Linked DNA regions of Sus scrofa: region 1 is linked to region 2. Evidence: chromatin contacts called from public HiChIP or PLAC-seq data. All regions are on one chromosome and are shown on one strand. Each heading gives the region's core, a stretch centred on a gene start, on an enhancer-like site or on the middle of the called end of the contact. The rest is flanking DNA. Distances are from core to core; before and after follow the strand shown.

Evidence for each region. HiChIP or PLAC-seq counts read pairs in DNA pulled down with a chosen protein or histone mark.
Region 1: a contact with region 2 is called in an H3K27ac HiChIP or PLAC-seq map of alveolar macrophages. The contact joins the enhancer-like site here to the promoter of PARG in region 2. A contact is called at or near these places in 2 of 5 promoter capture datasets (fetal liver and liver), 11 of 47 Hi-C or Micro-C datasets (brain, embryonic fibroblasts, fetal heart ventricle and 5 more) and 1 of 2 datasets of contacts at active chromatin or transcription factors (alveolar macrophages).

Annotation. Positions count from the first base shown.
Region 1 is chr14:90,515,202-90,517,911 of Sscrofa11.1, reverse strand. NCOA4 (nuclear receptor coactivator 4) reads left to right here. Exons shown (of 10, transcript NM_001243122.1): 2 at 2,411-2,565. The coding sequence starts at 2,425. Among named protein-coding and RNA genes, the nearest start is that of NCOA4, 15 kb to the left of the region's middle. Within about 2 kb of position 1,436, at least 7 of the 83 cell types and tissues checked have an H3K27ac peak or open chromatin away from gene starts, as enhancers often do. A contact at or near this core is called in alveolar macrophages, where this site is marked.
Region 2 is chr14:90,479,618-90,482,317 of Sscrofa11.1, reverse strand. PARG (poly(ADP-ribose) glycohydrolase) reads left to right here and starts at 1,303. Exons shown (of 18, transcript XM_005671222.3): 1 at 1,303-1,390. It overlaps LOC100157391 (mitochondrial import inner membrane translocase subunit Tim23), which reads right to left and starts at 1,363. Exons shown (of 7, transcript XM_001926555.6): 1 at 1,017-1,363. The coding sequence starts at 1,122.

The DNA.
Region 1 (2,710 bases), core at 187-2,686, 35 kb before region 2:
CTCCTTTTGGGTAATTCTGAACAAGTCTAATTCTATTTGACAGGTCTCCACATACTCCAGGATGGTAATCTTGTCCTCCCAGAGACTACTTCTATCTGGACTAAACAGTCTCCCTTCCTGGAGCAATTTTTCATGGTTTCGAGGCTTTTTCCTTTTTTGTAAATGATTCTCTTTAAAGGTGGTGGTTCAGAAATTTCTGAATTAGTCTAATAAACATAGAACAGATTAGTCCTGTGGCAAATGCTGTTCTTTTGGTAAATGGAAATAGTAAGTTGTTTTCACTTGAGATCCAGCATATTGTTAACTCATATAGAGCTTTCAGTTAAAAATCTCCATCTTTTTTTTTTTTTTTTTTTTTGTCTTTTCAGGGCCGCACCTGTGGCACATGGAGGTTCCTAGGCTAGGGGTTCAATCGGAGCTATAGCTGCTGGCCTACACCATAGCCACAGCAATGCGGTGTCTGAGCCACGTCTGCGACCTACACCACAGCTCACAGCAATGCCAGATCCTTAACCCACTGAGCGAGGCCAGGGATCGAACCTGCAACCTCATGGTTCTTAGTCAGGTTCATTTCCACTGCACCATGATGGGAACCCCAAAATCTCCATCCTTTTAAACAAAGTTATTCTCTTTCATTTTGTCTTTCCCCATTTAAGTTAAAAAAATCGGAGTTCCCATCGTGGCGCAGTGGTTAACGAATCCGACTAGGAACCATGAGGTTGCGGGTTCGGTCCCTGCCCTTGCTCAGTGGGTTAACGATCCGGTGTTCCGTGAGCTGTGGTGTAGGTTGCAGACGCGGCTCGGATCCTGCGTTGCTGTGCCTCTAGCGTAGGCCGGTGGCTACAGCTCCGATTCAACCTCTAGCCTGGGAACCTCCATATGCTGCCCTCCATATGCCGCGGGAGCGGCCCAAGAAATAGCAACAACAAAAGACAAAAGACAAAAAAAAAAAAAAAAAAAAAAAAAATCTACTTTTGTTTTATAAGATTTATCAGCTATGTAGAGATTGTTTTGAAATCTATTTTTGTTACAGCCCATGTTATCTCTAACTTTAATGTCTGCCTTTTATGTTTTGATCCAAGCAATTATGGAAAACAGTTGAGTAATTGGGGAAAACAGGGGCATACTCTAAAAACAGACTGGCTTCAACCCATTATCTTTGAGTACTTTCTAAAAAATAATCTTACTCAATTTAGTTGTCCTTCTGTTTTGCCCATGTTCACTTTGTCCACAAAGGTAGTATACAACCTTGTCCCAGGTCTTGCTATCTGTCCAGATATGGTGTGTCTACAGGATTACATTGACTGGCCAGTTTAGTAAAACTATGCAAGAAGGAGATAATTTTGGTGTCCCAAGGCTTAGTGAAACCTTGCTAGGCTACAGTGATCACTGCTTTCTTTTTCTATTTAGAAACCATCTCTGATTCTAGATCTATCCAGGATAGACACCAAACTACTCTTCAGTAGTTTTTGTCAAGCTTTGCGTCATTGCTTTTCTGACAGTTTTCTGTCCCAGTCTCATTATATTTTGGACTATGTGGTCTTCTTTCTATTTCTCTTTCTCCTCACTCGTAAACCTAAGCTTATTAGAAAACCCTCTGTAGTTCCCCATAATTTCGGTAAGTACTTCCTTATATCAGAATCCTATGAAATTATTTTGTTAGATTTGCATTCTTGAAAGCTTCCTAGCTATGAAGGCAAGTCTAAGTTGTTCCTAAATTTTTTAAAAAAGGAGTTCTTTTATGGCATGCAGTGTGTTAGGGACCCGGCTTTGGCACTGCAGCAGCTTGGGTTGCTCTGGTGGCCCAGGTTCCATCGCTGGCCTGAGAATACCACATCCTGTGGGTGTGGCCAGAAAAAAACAAACAAAAAGGCAAAGGGGAGAAATGAAAAATAAATTTAATCCTCTCAATAAATTTAGGTAAATGCCAGCTCTAAACAGTGTTCTGAACTCTATTTGTTGGGTTATTGCTTTGAAACTTCTTTTTAAAGTAATTATGAGTCCTTCTAGACCTTTTAGTCTTTAGCTCTAAATCTATAAAATAAGAACACATGTCCCCTATGTCTTTATGTATATAAGTAGAAACTTACATCCTAGTGTTCTGTTAACATTTTGGAGGCTATATGTCATATCAGTTCAGGAAAATTTAGTGTATTTTTTCAGAAATAATCTATTCCACATGTAAAGTGTTACTAAAGTAGATGCATAATATTTTTGGGCAGGAAAACAGTGGTGGGTGGGAAGAGGAGGTAATATTTATTAAGAGTGTACTAAGTGCCAGGTACTATGTTGAAAGTAATCTAAGTAGTTAATACCTGGGAGTTGGTTGGAATGATCATTTGGGGGATAATTGCAAGATGATTTATGCTTGTAATTATGGTGCAATTTGGTTTTTTTTTTTCTTTTGAAGGAACAGTGAACAGAATGAGTACCTCACAGGACCAGAATGGCTGCTCCAGTAATAAAGAACCTCTTTTGAGGTGTTGTGATGCACGGAGGGACTTGGAGCTTGCTATTGGTGGAGTTCTTCGGGCTGAACAGCAAATTAAAGATAACTTGCGAGAGGTGTGACGTGTGTGCTTTTCTCTTCTCTTGTCTGAACTCTTAGGACAGGGCTGGTTAGAGCATGCCCAAGGGATTGGCTTCTCTAAACCAGAAACTTTCTTTTTTTTTGTCTTTTTGCCTTTCCTAGTGCCACTCTCATGGCATG
Region 2 (2,700 bases), core at 54-2,553:
CAATAAATGGTATTGACTCCATCTTTTAATTTACCTTCAAATTTCAATTAATGTAACAATGGTTTTTCACATTAAAGCAGAGCCCTTTGTGCTCCAAATGCGGAGCTCCTGTGACTTATTATACACAAACTCCCTACAGTTCTGTTCTATAAGTTATCATATACAAACTACGCCCTAAATTCAGTTTTGATACAGGTCACACTAGGAACTTCTAAGCGTGTTTAAAAAAAAAAAAGCTTTTTTGGTTTCTGAGCATAAAAGACCTAAAGAAGTAGTACGAAAATTCTTAAAAGAGAAAATAGTTTTATAAAACGCTTATCCTCCACCAACTTCCTATTTTTAGGTCCAAGTTCTAGTCATCCAGTTGAATACCCAGTTAGATAATTTCAAAGATCTAGAATACACATTCTTTGTACTGAGGAGCGCACAGGCAGGGCATTCGTGCTTCCAGCACCCTCGATTGTACGTATTTCCCTTCCTAAAATTCATATTGGCTTCTTTCTTGTCTATAAATTACCTTTAAAATTCAGCTCTCTTCCGTGTTCCCCTAGTTGTCTCGAATCATGTTTCTTTCTCCCCTGTATGCATGAGTGGCCCTGACGGCTACTTGTGGTTTTAGAATATGCGACTTTGAGCTAAAAAGTTATCTATGAACTCGGTATTTGGAATGCATTTACTTGCAGAAGGGGGTTTTCTTTTTCACCTAGAGCCAAGCACAAGGCCCAATATACAGGAATGTGCGAGAGGAAAGAGAAGGCAGAAAGCTTGAATATAAAAGGAAGAAAACATGCAGCATCTCCTGGTTGACATGATCCAGGACAACCACAGAAACCTTCTCCGGATCTATGGCTCCAAAAATTCGTTCGATGTCGAAAGAGCGGCCCCGGAGATACACCAACCCCACGATTGCTACTGAAGCTTGTGACCGCTAGCAAAAAAAGGACAGGGCACGCCGCAGGTTTGGCGTGGTGGCAAGAACCAGTCAGAAATGTTCGTAAGCTAGGCCCGATACTTACGCGGGACTCCCGCCAGATCCGCGTGCGAGTAGCCAGCTCCGCCGGCTCCGAAAAAGCCGGCCAATCCCCCTGTGGTTTTGTTGCCGCTTCCTCCACCGCCCTCCATGGTACTGCAGCAAACTACCGGTCTGCTTCTCCCCGCTGCTCAGGCCGGGATCGTCCGCTCGGCCGTTGCTCCTCTGTAACAGCGGGTGAAACCCGCGTTACCACCACCTCCTTCACACGCTGACCTTCCGGGCGCCGGCAGCACCTAAACCTCACATTTCCGCTTTGCGACAGCGTACGTCCCGGAAACCGGAAGCGCCTGACGGCAGCTTTCCGGTGGTGGGAAAGTGAACGGAGCAAGAAAATCAAAGCGGCGCATCCTGAGGCAGGTGGGGTGCCTGTGGAAGAGGGAAGGCAGGCGACTGGATAGGGCCTGGCTCGGGAGGCCTACGGAACAGCAGCTGCAGACGCAGGCAGCAGCAGAGAGGGCATGGTGCCGGGAGGCGCCGAGAAGGAGGCGCAGTCCGTCCCTCTCCGGGTTAGTGAATGAGGCTCTCCGCCCTGGCTGGCCCGGGGACTGTTCGCTGCGGGTCCCAGCATGAGTGCGGGCCCCGGCTGTGAGCCCTGCACCAAGCGACCCCGCTGGGGCGCCGCTGCAACTTCTCCGCCGGCCGCCTCGGACGCCCGGAGCTTCCCCAGCAGGCAGAGGCGCGTCCTCGATTCCAAGGACGCTCCCGTGCAGTTCAGGGTCCCGCCGTCCTCGTCAGGCTGCGTCTCGGGGCGGGCGGGACCGCACAGAGGCAGCGCCACCTCGCTTGGTACGTGGGGAAATAAAGCTCTTTGTCCTTCGCCTTGGCCCAAAGCTCTTCTTGGTCTCCGAGGACCCAGGGACTACAGCCCCCCATTTTCTGGTCTTGTATGCATCACTCTGAACGCTGAGGTCCCCTTGCTGAGCCATCAAGGCCACTAGTCGGGGAATGGGGCCCCATTTTCCCCGTGGCGATTGGTGGTGTGAGAACCCCTGACAAGCAGTCACTCAGCATGGGAAGCGGCGAGAGACTCCACCTGTTTGCTTTCCTTGGGTTTAATTGGAATTGCCTTGGTCGTTAAGGAGGTTTAATCTTTTACCTGAAGCTTCAGTCTCTAGATATAAAGAAAGTTACAAAGAAAGTCACAGCTGTCCTCAGTTTTAATTCTCAGTCTCTGGGTGGAGAGCCCTTAGTCTTACTGGCTTTACACCCGTCTTTGACATACAGTGGTGAACAAAGGTAACTTGGTCTGTTTTCAGACCCTAAAATCTATCAGAAGAGGTAGACAATGGCAGAGGTAAATATAATAAAGGGTAATGGATGTTCCAGTATATGAGACAGATAGTTAGGATAAGACGTCAGATGTGCCTGATCTAGTTTGAAGGTCAAAGATAATCTCCTAGCCAGAAGGTGAGGATCTTATTCTGAGGACTGAAGAGTGATGAGTTATTTAGATGAAGAGGAAGTTAAGGAAGTGATCCCACAGTGCAGCTGATGTAGGTTGTCCAGAGAGCAGTGAGAGATGGGATTGCAAAGAAGTAGACAAAGATCAGATCATATTGGGCAATGCTAAGAGGTTTGAGCTTTATCCTGATTGGACTTGATTGGAGATATATATGTATCAAAAATACATATAGTTTATTAAAATGTATATATTTTAAAGGTCCTTC